Linked DNA regions of Sus scrofa: region 1 is linked to region 2. The links are chromatin contacts, called in public HiChIP or PLAC-seq maps. All regions are on one chromosome and are shown on one strand. The core of a region is the stretch at or near the end of the contact, and the rest is flanking DNA. Distances in the headings are between cores, read along the strand shown. Region 1 has its middle 59 kb from the start of PPBP. Region 2 overlaps CXCL8 (C-X-C motif chemokine ligand 8).

Region 1 (6,204 bases), core at 414-2,913, 150 kb before region 2:
ACAGGCAACCTTTTATCATCATTTCTGTGTTCTAGCACAGAGGTCTGCCTGTTCATCAGAGTTAAGGGCAGGCATGATGGTCGTTTTCAGGGAACTTACGAATAGTACCCCCTCACAATTTCCTGAAATGTGAGTCTTGATCCAGTTAAGATAAGAAAATGTAAGTTAAATAAGAGACCAAAATCTCACCTTTACTAACAAGAAAGCTGATGTTAGAGCTTGTGTTTTATATCTGTGAGTAGGTGAACTTCCGAAACTTGATCCCCAGAATTAGGCAGATGAACCTACCCTGGCATAAAGTGGCTTGGAAAATCTCATACTTCTCCTGTGGGGTAACCTTCCCATACCCAGGAGAGAGCACAGCAGATCATGTCCTGTAGGTGAGCAAGTCACTCCCCCGCGAAAACTGAGAGGGAAGTGTTAAGTCATACAAGGCCTGTTAATTTATTACAAACGCACCCACTTAAATAGGTTAGTTTTCCTCTCAGAAGCTGAGACATTGGACTGGTTAACCTCACAATACCCCCTCTTCTTCTCCATAGGTAGATACCTCATGAGGGCGTAGAAGCAAGTTTACAGGTAAAATACCTGCTTTTCCTGAGCTGTACAACCTACAGTTCAACCTGTACCACCACCTGTGATCTGTTCTTTGGCGGTAGGTTGGGTGCCAGGTTCTTCACCTTCGTACATTACAACTCCCCTGGGTCAATACTGAGATGGATCAAGAAAGGATATAATAAGGAAACTGACCTTTATGAAGGCAGTATTTTATACCCATTTTTTTTACTGAATGGAAAAAAAATGGAGCTTTAAAGATGTTAAGCTCCATTCCACATTCCAATATTTCTAAGAAGTATATTTTATCACCTTTTCACATCCCTGAAATCACAATATGCTTACTGCTAATGGAAAACAGAGATTATTTGACTGACTTTTCCCTTTCTAAATGGTACATACAATAAGAATGTCATAGCCCATAGTATCTCAGATTCGATAAGTAGCTAATAAATGATGATCCTAGAATTTATCCTCTGGGTTGGGTGATTTAAAACCTTAGGTTATTTTCTGGCTGCAATAATATTCCCCTAAAATACACAAGCAGTTAAGGCACCATACATTTCCTGTTCTTTCCCCACCTCATTTCATTTATTGTCGTTCAGTTTAGTGTTTGGTCTTGCTTGGCTCCATCTGTATAGAATTATGCTCCCCAGGAGCCAAATTCCTTCTTTCCTTGTGAACTGGAGGCTGCTTAATGTGTTCTGTGAGGTAGACAGAGGAAACATGTTTGTTATCACAAGTTGAACTAACGGTGATTGAATGTTCCTGCAGCTGGGTCTTGTTAGAAGTTAAAAACTTGGGCTGTCACATTACTTTATGTAAACCCTACTTAAGTGGAATGTGAGGGAAAAGACTTGGGAACTTTTTTTATTGCTCAAGACTATTCTTTGTTGCAATTGAGAAATGTGGGAAATAACTGAAGTGATTAATATTACGGATGGTTTCTCAAGCCGTACTTTGAAATTGTTTTCAATTAAATAAATCTTAAGTGTCTGCTTTGTGCAAACCATGAACTAATTGCTTCAGGGGATAAGATATGCCACCTGCCATCAAGAATCTACATGATCTGAAAAGGGAACCGCTGAGTGCATGCCGCTGAATGACTAAAGGATGGGGGAGTAAGAGAGGGTCAGAGAGATGATACGGGGTTTTGAAGGAGGAAGAAATCACATGTGTATAAGGCGATCAAGAAGAGCATTGCAGAAGCAAATAGCAGAGCTTTGAAAACTTGGGTAAAATTTTTCTCAAGTAAGTATGGGAGCGTGACTTCCAGTTTCCAACAATAGCAGGTTATTTGGATCCTGTCCTGCAAAAATAAATAAATAAATAAATAAATAAAATAAAATAAAATAAATAAAAATAGTAAATAAAACATTAAGAAATCTTTCAATAATTGAGTAAAAAATGAATTGCTAGGTTAAAATTCGAAGAACATCTGGAAATCAGGTAAATGAATGGAGTATGCAAGACCCCTTTGTCCTAACGAGATTTGTTAATTACCCCAAGTTTTTGTTGTTGTTGTTGTTTTGTTTTGTTTTGTCTTTTTGCCATTTCTTGGGCCGCCCCAGCGGCATATGGAGGTTCCCAGGCTAGGAGTCCAATCGGAGCTGTAGCCACCGGCCTACACCACAGCCACTGCAACGCGGGATCTGAGCTGAATCTGCAAACTACACCACAGCTCAGGGCAACGCCAGATCCTTAATCCACTGAGCAAGGCCAGGGATCAACCCGCAACCTCGTGGTTTCTAGTCAGATTCATTAATCACCGAGCCAGGAGGGGAATTTCTCTTACCCCAAGTTGAATGTTATTTTGAACTCCTATGGATAATGGCCAGCCTAATAAAAGACTGCCTTGGATAAGTTCATAACCTAGGAGATGGCACAGACAGAATACAGAAGAACCAGGTGTAAATTAGCTCATATTTCACTTTGGATGATAAAGCATGGGTAATATTAAACCTCAAACTAAGACTTAAGGTGATCCCAGACCAGTGGCAATATGGAGCACAAACCAAGGTGGAGAAAGGCAAGGAGCAGCACATGGGCATGCGTGCTAGCAAGTTCAGTACATTCTCTTCACTCTTGTTAAGAATAAGACCATATCAAGGCGGAAACTGAGAATGTGTAAGGGTGCGCGTGTGCACAATGTGTGTCTCAGTGACACTATAAAGTGATACTTTGCCTCTAGCTATTACTTTTTTTTTAAGCTGGTAACTTCAATGATAAGAAATATGCTTGCATTTGTAATTTTCTCAAATTAAGTCTATGGCCATACCATGCCAAACATGTCTGAACCTGTCTGTAATTTTCTCAAATTAAGGTGGCAGGTGAATATTTAAGTAAAAAATATCCAGTTGAAAGTTTTACCCCTGTCACACATCTTTCCTGTCATGAGATAATTTCTCTTATTCTAATAGTACTGAGTATTGAGTGTTGAGCCATTTCAAAGAATTTCTGTCTTCAAAATACACTAATCATGGGACTCCCCTTGTGGTGCAACAGATTAAGGATCCTGCATTGTCACTGCCTTGGCCCGGGTCACTGCTGTGGCAGGGGTTCAGCCCATGGCCAGGAAACTTCCACATGCTGCAGGTGCAGCCAAAACAAACAAACAAACAAACACTAATCATGGGTCAATGTCCTCTGAGAACTTGTAATCAAAGAAGCAACTTTTCTCAGAGAGTATGGCAGATATTTTCTCTCCATTATTTGGACAATTGTCAGGTGTCACATATTTGGTGCATTCATGTTAAGAGCCAGGCCATTCGTTATGTGAAATACAAATATAAAATACAAAGTTGGGTTTTTTTCTTTCGGTCTCCATTGCTGGATCGTCTTTAACTTTCTGACCTCTAAATGCTGGCATGTACCTACCTCCATCCTGTGTGACCTCTTCTCAGTTTTATCTACAGTCATGACCTATATTAACCTCTCTCCTTCCACAGCTCTAATTACCACTGGTATGCAAACCTTGCATGTCCAAGAAAGACCTCGAGTTATTTTCTGACGCAAACTTACTTATTCCTCATCTTTATTTAGTACATGGCACTACCATTCACCGAATTATTAGGACCAAAACTATATTGCCTGTTTTTGGTTTTGTTTTTGAAGTCCAATAAGTACTTATTGAGTGTCTACTTTTTGCACAGGACCATGTGTTGCCTGTTTTAATTCTTCACTATTTTTTTTTTTATTTTTACACTCTGCATCAAATCCACTAGCAAATCCTGTTGACTCTATCTTCAGAAGATACCCCTCCTTCAATATTTCTCATGACCCCTACTGCTACCTCTTTAGTCCAAAAAGGTAACTACCTCATATGAACCACGGGAACAGCCACCAAGCTTGTCTCTTTGCCTTCGCTATTGTTCCCCATCATCAGCATCTATTTTCTACATTCCAGCCAGGTGATATTTTGTAAGAAAATAAAACATTTCACTCTCTTGCTTTCATGCCTTCAATGGCTTCTCAATTCCACTACATGGAAAATCTAAAATATTTTCCATGGCTGCAAAGTCCTTTACTTTTTGTTCTCTGGCCACCTTTCCAGCTTTCCCCTCTCATGTATTCCATTATTTCAACTTTTCCCCCCGATTGTTCCTACAACTTGTCACTCAGGTTTTTCAGGCATTTTGCTCTTGGTGCTTCCATCTGCCAGGAATGTTCCTCCACAGGATATTCACATGGATTGCTCCCTCATTTTATTCACTTTTCTGTCCAAAATCACCTCCTTAGAAAGGTCTTTCTGAAACATCCTAGCAATTTCCTTGACCATTGATTTTTTTCCGTTGGCCTTTTTCATTTTTTTTTCTGATATAACTATCAGAATATATCCTAATATAACCTGATTTTATATGATATATGTATTCATTTGCTTTGTCTTGTCTCCTCCACTATGACATAAACTCCATGAAGACAGAGGTTTGCTGTTTCCTCCGTTTATAGAAATAGGCCATGGATGCATTCAGTGCCTATCTGTTGACTTATTAAATGAATGAATGAATAAAAACATACCAGGTCCTTAGGTTGCATGAAATGGAATTTTCATGTACTAATAGGCTTCAAGTTGTCTTGGTCTAAGATAGTGAAATATTCTATTTTCTCCCCATTTTCTAGAATTTGGCTTTGGAAACTAGTTAAACTTAAATGATATAGTTCTTTATTCATTCATAACAAGACTACTAAATCTCTTTGCCCTATTATAACTGTTTGTGGGGATAATAGCAGTATCTACTTCATAAGATTGTTGTGGAGAGTAAATAAACAGAAAAATGTTACAAGGAACCTGGCATATAGTAAGTGCTCAATAAATATTATCCATTACCATTAAAATAATATTGTTGTACCTTATATTTTTAAAAAATTTTTCTATTGAAGTATAGCTGGTTTAGAATGTTGTGTTCTTGAGTTCCCATCATTGTACAGTGGAAACAAATCCAACTAGGAACAATGAGGTTGCAGATTCCCTCCCTGGCCTCACTCAGTGGGTTGAGGTCCAGTGTTTCCATGAGCTGTGGTGCGGGTTGCAGACCTGGTTCAGATCCTGAGTTGCTGTGGCTGTGGTGTAGGCTGGCAGCTGCAGGTCCGATTAGACCCCTAGCCTAGGAACCTCCACATGCTGCAGGTGTGGCCCTAAAAAAAAAAAAAAATAAGAATGTTGTGTGGGTTTCTTGCCTGTTCCACAAAGTGATTCAGTTATACACACACCCATATATACACATACATATATTCTTTTCCATTGTATTTACTACAAGATACTGAATATAATTCCCTGTGCTATACAGTAGGTCCTTGTTGTAGAGATTATCACACTAAGTCAAGTAAGTCAGACAAAATGATATCACTTATATGTTGTGAAATCTAAAATATGATACTGATGAATTTATTTACAAAACAGAAACAGACTCATGGAAAACAAAGGGAAAGGGAGAGATGGATAAATTATGATTTTGGGATTAGCAATTAGGGTATTAGGTATTTATTAAGTGTTGGTTTTCCATGTTTTAAATCAGTACTTCTCAATGTTGTTGTTATATTGTTTGTTATCATTATTTTTATTACTCTGTCTCCTAAAAAGAGACTTTCTAATTTTTTTTTTTTAAGTTCTCCAGCCCAGGGATCAAACCCAAACCCAAGCCACAGCAACGACCTGAGCTGCTGCAGTGACAAAGCTGGATCCTTACCCTGCTGTGCCGCAAGAGAACTCCTCAAAGAGACTTTGTCAACATGATTTTCCTAATCAACCCCCACTCCTCCATGACATGTTAAAATCATAGATACATCAATTCATGAACTTTAGCCCTTTGGAAATTCATGAACCAATATAATATCTAAGACTATTTTATTCTTCAAGCATCAATTTTTTTGTCTCTTTAAGGATACTATCACTCTCATTGAGGTTGCCTATATTAATGCAACTCCGGGTTGTCATACTCAGTTCCATAAGAAACATCTATAAATTTTAACCCATATAAAGGGAGAAGTTGGCAATAATAAAGCCAGAGGGAGTTACATCCTAGTATTTAAGCAAACCAGCTGGGAATAAACTTCATGAAATCCAGTGCTGAGCCAGAACCCTATCTGCCAAAAAGAATAGGGTTAACTTTCCCCTAATTCTCCACTTCCTTGAAAATTTTTTCCACATTG
Region 2 (6,437 bases), core at 3,020-5,519:
AAATTTTTAAATTGGAGAAGATATAGATTTAAAAAACACTCAGCTTATATAAAATCTATATCTTCTCACACATGGAAGATATTTAAATTCCAATAAATACATATTACTATGTTTCATCTCTATTGTGGACAAAGATAATAAAACTGAGAATTTTAGTGAACTGAGAGAGTGCAAAAATGCCTTCAGATAAAATATAGTGCTAGACAAGGAATTTATAAGTAGAAGTCAGAGGCTTTTTCATATTAACATGGGGGCCTCAATCAAGCTTTTAAGGAGGATCTTATAAATATGAGAGTTTTAAAACATCCAGATATATAACTGTGAATGGAATCAATAATAACAAAATTTCACTTATGTAAATTTTGGAATGAGCTGTCTACAAAGCATCACAGGCATATACTAGAGAAGAATAAAACAAGTGTGAAAAGCTGGGGTAGGATGATTTACATTTGTCATCATGAGGCTGCTGGAGACTCCAAGACCTGAGAAGAAGCAAGTTGACACATTAATAAAACATGCCTCTGTGTGGGATTCTTATAAAGGGGTGTGGTGAATATCATTGGAAGCATTTAAAAAAAGTAAGTTTCAGCAAATCTATCTATGTATAGAATGCTTTACATAAACAGTTCACTAAGAGATCATTGAAATTAAAAATGCAAAGGCATTTTAAATAGCATGGGCTGAATGGCAGAAGATTATTTAGGATGCAGACAGTAGAATGACCCACATCAAAACATGATTAAAACACAAGCCAAATCGTGTCCTATGACATAGAATTGCTAGATACATTAAAAGCTTGTCTCTACCCCCTGCACCATGATCTTTTACAAAGCTATTAGAATATTCCTCTACATATAGTCTGAAGTGAACTTTGAGTGGAAATATCTATAAATATTTCCCCATCTTAATTTTCCAACATGCTATGCTTTTAAGTCCTTCTATCATTTTACCAAGTAATGTTTAAAAGTCTTGTAGTAATAATATTTATCCAACTTGATTTTTATCTATGGGAATACAAAGAGCAAAGAAAGCCCTATTTCCCTACTCATTAAGAGTTGGGAATTTTTGACCTTTAAGTAATTTTTTGGTGAATTTCTGATTGCCCTATCTGTGACTCTTGTGGGAAGTAATAAACCTGCTATTTATTCTGTTATATGGAAAAATTCCCCATTTGTTTTCTGTGACTGTTGCATACTCAGCTAATGGTTACCAAACTTGAGGCCATTGCTATCTGACCATCTTTTCAAGTAGGTAGTGGAGAAAATGTTACACTAAGCTTTCTTTTGTTACTGGAGGTTTAATACAATCTAAAGCAATTTTTGTTAGCTATATTACTACCACAAACAAAAAGCAAAATAGTTTTTAATCCTTTCTTCTGAAGTTTTCAAGAATAGCCTCGATGGGAAAATAGATTTATCACAGTAAAAAATAATTATCTATTTATTTTCTAAAATCTTGAGGATAGAATATTTTGCTTAGGCAACTTCAACCTATGAATCTATTTTCTGACACATGTCTAGCAAAATAGAAAAAAGGGGGGGGCAGTTATGAAAATTACTTGATTTGTATGTTGTGTGTATTATTGTATTTTATACTTAATTCAATTTTAAAGTGAACACTATTATTAGCTCTCCATACTTTTTTACTCTGTGTGTGTATATCTATATTTACATTCACATTTCTTCTTGGAAAATTTTGATTTGTAATTCATAATCCACACAAATGGATTAAATGTATGTGGTAAAATACTGCATATCCAACTTTGTATCGAAGTTTGTATCTATACAATTAAAACTGTGTCTGTATACATAAATTTACTAATGTCACTGAAGCAAATGAAAGGAAATTTTCAATTCAGCAAATTGAGTATCTTTTCCTTCTCTCTCTCACATCCTCTCTCTCTTACTCTTTCTCATTTTTCCTTTTTGGCTTGTTTACATGATGCCTAGTCTCCAATTTGATCGATTTAATTGCCCTTTTGATAGAATACTTTGCTGTCTTATAGACAATGACAATATAAATGAGAAAGTGAGAAATGTCATCTGGTATATTTTAAAAGCGATAAAAATGAAATTAAGAAGTAGATTTTTAAAGAATTTGTTATTGAGTTTCTCCAGATTGATACAGATTTCTTTACTTTACCTTCAGGGTTGGACATTGGCCACATCAAGGGTGAGGATTTAACACATTAAGAGGTTTTAGGTTGGGAGTTTTTTTGATGATTCAACCCACAAATAACATTAAAAAGCCCCCAAGGAGTTCCCCTGATGGAGTAGTGGTAACGAACCCAACTGGTATCTATGAGGAATCGTTTTGATCCTTGGCCCCACTCAGTGGGGTTAAGGATCCAGCGTTGCCATGAGCTGTGGTATAGATTGCAGATGCGTCTCAGATCCCAAGTAGCTGGGGCTGTGGTGTAGGCAGGCAGCTGCAGCTCCGATTCGACCTGAGTCTGGGAATTTCCTTATGCCGCAGGCTCGCCCTAAAAAGACACACACAAAAAGTCCCCAAGATTAGACTTTTGAGTTGCTTTGTATAGCTTCCCATTTTGTTTTGGAAAGAGACCCAGGGGAAAAAAATGGCTTAAATGCTCACAGTTTAAAACGAGGGTAATTGGAATCCATACTAGAGTTTTTCAATTCCCAATCTAGGCCCTTTAGAACTTCCCACAGTCCGTTCAGCATAGCTTCATCTGTAAGTACTTCTTCTATTTCAAGCCCGATTCCAGTCACACTGAAATTCTTTCACTTCTTGAATCACATGAATTACTTCTCCCCTGCTTTCTAGACCACTCTGGCCCACGCATCCTTCTTCCCTTTGTGTGGCTGACTCCTACTCACCCTCCAGATTCTAGTTTAGATTTTGACAAGGAAACCTAGGCTCTTACATAGATAACTCCTTGCTCTCTGCTTCTGAAGAACCCTGTATCTTTCTCATTATCATTTTATTAAAGTTATTTGTTATCTGTTTTATTTACTGTGTTTGAGGTCTACAAGATGACTGCAAAGGTGAGTAGGACCAGGAAACTGGAATTTGGAAATGAAAGAGAATATGGAAATGAAATTTAGGCATAACTCTGGGGAAGCAGAGGCCCCACAACATGGCCTGAGAAGAGCTGTAGGTGGGCAAAAATTTCCTCTAGAGGGAGGGAAGCAATGCCTCTAGGAACGGTGAGTCCTGGGGTAGAATTTTCAGTTGATTCTTGTTTGTGCATCACTCTCAAATATTTTATTAATTCTATTATGCCGCACACTTTTGTGTTAATGGGTAGTGGGAATTAGAAAAGAGAACGGGCTTTGCTCCACACCACCAATAATGCTGACTCAGAGAAGATGACAGTTGTGGGTACCCAGAATGATTGTAAGGGGCTATACGACATAGGAAAAGTAGATTGCAGTGGGAACTAACAAATCAGAAAATCAGAGAGGGCTCGCTTCCTTATCCAAATTGCGAAGCTTAGAAAAGGGGGGGGGGAGACTTAAAATACACAATAGTGATAGTAGATGAGGTGGGAGGTGGATAAATGTCCATCAAAATTCTAAGATTCTTTTTTTTTTTTATTACAAAGTTAAGAATTGGTGAATTAGATGTTTTGAAACTGTGGTTTGTTATTTTTCATCATTTCTGGGAAGTTTTCAGCCATCATTACTTCAGTGTTGTCTCTGACCCTTCCTTTCTTGTCTGCTTGTAAAACTCCAACTGAAAATAAGTAAGACGGAAGTTCCAGTTGTGGTGCAGCAGAAACGAATCTGAATCTGACTAGTATCCATGAGGATGTGGGTTTGATCCCTGGCCTCGCTCATTGGGTTGGGGATCCTGGGCTGTGCTGCTATGGCTGTGGTGTAGGCTGGCAAATACAGCTCTGATTCAGTCCCTAGCCTGGGAACTTCCATATGCTGCAAGTTTGACCCTAAAAAGAAAAAAAAAAAAAAAAAGATGACCTTATCCCTGTCTCCTCTATGCCTTTCATTTTTTTTCCCTCAAATTTACTACCTCTTTATCTCTCTGATATAAATTCCAGGTAAATTTCTTTGGGTTTATTTCCTAATCTCCAGTTTTCTTTCAGCTGTGTCTAATCTGTTGTAAAACTCAGGCATTGAGATTTTTAGTTATATTGTGTTTTCGTTTGTAAAAGTTTTGTTTTATTTGTTCTCAAATATGCTCTAAACATATTTTAAGTTTCTTTGTCTCATTTGTGTCAGTATTCCTCAATTAGTTGAGAAGAGCCTTATGTCTACCCTCTTCCCTCTTTTACTGAGTGTCAGTTGTGCTAAGCTGTGCAGACACCTGGGCTCTCTGCTGAAAATCTGAAGTCATCCTTAATAGCAGAATGGTGTCCAGTGAGGAGTTGGGAAAATTTTCATCCTTCCATGGAAAACACTACTGACTGTAATTCATCTCTGGCAAGGAGTTCTGTTTTTCTGCAAATAAAGGTTATGATTTTCTGCATAATACACATAATACTAAGAGGAAGTATTTATGTTTTCTAAAGCAAAATAAGACCTTTTTTTCCTTTGCCTTTTTGACTTTTTAGGGCTGCACCCATGGCATAGGGAGGTTCCCAGGCTATGGGTGGACTCAGAGCTGTAGCCGCTGGCCTACACCACAGCTCACGGTAACGCTAGATTCTTAACCCACTGAGTGAGGCCAGGAATCAAACTGTCTTCCTCATGGATGTTAGCTAGGTTCATTAACTACTGAGCCATGACAGGAATTATAAAAATATGATTTTTTAATATAAATATATAAAACAATAAATCTTAAAACTGCAAAGAGAAAGACAAACTCCTGATGACTTTTATAATAAATTTTATTGTAAATGTTCTATAGTTACACTCACAATTTTGTAACATAAAAAATACTAAAAGAATCTCTTTGGAAATACATAAAAACAAATTAAGGTAAAAAAAAGTTGGTGTTAAAACATACAATAATTTAAATAAAATTATGAGAATCTAATTGTACAAAATAAAGAATAAATAATAAGAAATGACTTTATTGATATTGCCTGGTGAATTTTTGCTGTTTTGAAAAAACTAGTCCTAATTTAAAATTCACGTCATTCAATACAGCACTGCATAACAAAGCTTGCAGTCATAAAACAAGACTAGGAGTTTCAAAAGTAGGATAACTAGTTCAAATAAAATTTCAGATAAATAATAATGTACTTAACTGGGTATTCTGTTCGTTTAACAATTTGCCAAATCTGGCAACTCTGATCATAATACAATGACCTTGATAAAAATAGTTCCATAATACACCACTTAATATGTAAAATAAATAGAAATTCACTACTATCATGAGACTATCCTATCAACAATGCTTCTTTTCCATTTCTCCAAATTCATGCACAAACATTACTCTATTTGATACTAAAATAAATATATAAATAATAAATAAGTGAATAAATTACACTTGAAAATATTTTACATGACTGTCAATCAAAGTTAAAGTACATCCACATGTCCTCAAGGTAGGATGGGGGCTGAAGCTTTTTCTCCAGTTTGGGGATAAAGAAGAAACTGAGGTGCAGTTGAGCAGAGACTTGTGAATGCTGGCCAGCAGCCTAGGGTTGCAAGATTTAATAATATTAATAATTATAATAACAAAAAGCCAAAACAGGATTTCCAGCTAAATTTGAATTTACAGCAAACAACGAAGAATTTTTAAAATGTTAGTATAGAACAACGTGCATGGGACACTGGAAATAATTCATTGTTTTACTTAATATTCAAATATAACTGGGCATCCTGTGATTTCTCTGGCAACCCTATGTCTGACCAGCACAGGAATGAGGCATAGATGTAGATTTGATTGAAGTTGTGTTGGCATCTTTACTGAGAAATTCTTGGGAGCCACGGAGAATGGGTTTTTGCTTGTTGTTGTTACTGCTGTTGTTGTTGCTTCTCAGTTCTAAAAATAAATGAAATTTTTAAAAAAGTTAAAAACGAACGGTACTTAAATAAGGAGGAATGTACGCTCTTGAAAATATATCTAATATAGATATTAATAGGGTCTTAGATATTTATGTGTTAGAAATACCCTATATTTTCAACTATAAATAGAGAGGTTAAATAAGTTGTCATCTAAACACTTCTGAGATTGAGAGGGAGACATACTACTGATCCAGGGCAAGACGCTTGCCCATACTTTCTGGATGCATTACCTCCCAATTACAAGTACAAGAAGCTCACTGTTGCTGCTAATTTCTTTGTTTGTTTGTTTTTCATCAAAGAGGCAGATACTTAAAAGAGAAAATTTGCAGCAGCAGCTGGAAATTTATAAGCTAACTTTTACTGTATGTCACAAGATAAATAATCAAAATTTTTAAAAAACTTACCTCTTCAAAAATATCTGTACAACCTTCTGCACCCACTTTTCCTTGGGGTCCAGGCAGACCTCTTTTCCATTGACAAGCTTAACACTGAAATGAGAGA

What was found. HiChIP or PLAC-seq counts read pairs in DNA pulled down with a chosen protein or histone mark.
Region 1: an H3K27ac HiChIP or PLAC-seq map of alveolar macrophages shows a contact between it and region 2, with 4 times the contacts expected there. The contact joins two enhancer-like sites. A contact is called at or near these places in 2 of 47 Hi-C or Micro-C datasets (alveolar macrophages and skeletal muscle) and 2 of 2 datasets of contacts at active chromatin or transcription factors (alveolar macrophages and skeletal muscle).

The regions. Positions count from the first base shown.
Region 1 is chr8:70,076,885-70,083,088 of Sscrofa11.1, reverse strand. No RefSeq gene overlaps it. Among named protein-coding and RNA genes, the nearest start is that of PPBP, 59 kb to the right of the region's middle. Within about 2 kb of position 1,663, at least 5 of the 83 cell types and tissues checked have an H3K27ac peak or open chromatin away from gene starts, as enhancers often do. A contact at or near this core is called in alveolar macrophages, where this site is marked.
Region 2 is chr8:69,934,218-69,940,654 of Sscrofa11.1, reverse strand. It overlaps CXCL8 (C-X-C motif chemokine ligand 8), which reads right to left. Exons shown (of 4, transcript NM_213867.1): 3 at 6,341-6,424; 4 at 4,794-5,913. The coding sequence ends at 5,886. Among named protein-coding and RNA genes, the nearest start is that of CXCL8, 4.8 kb to the right of the region's middle. Within about 2 kb of position 4,269, at least 2 of the 83 cell types and tissues checked have an H3K27ac peak or open chromatin away from gene starts, as enhancers often do. A contact at or near this core is called in alveolar macrophages, where this site is marked.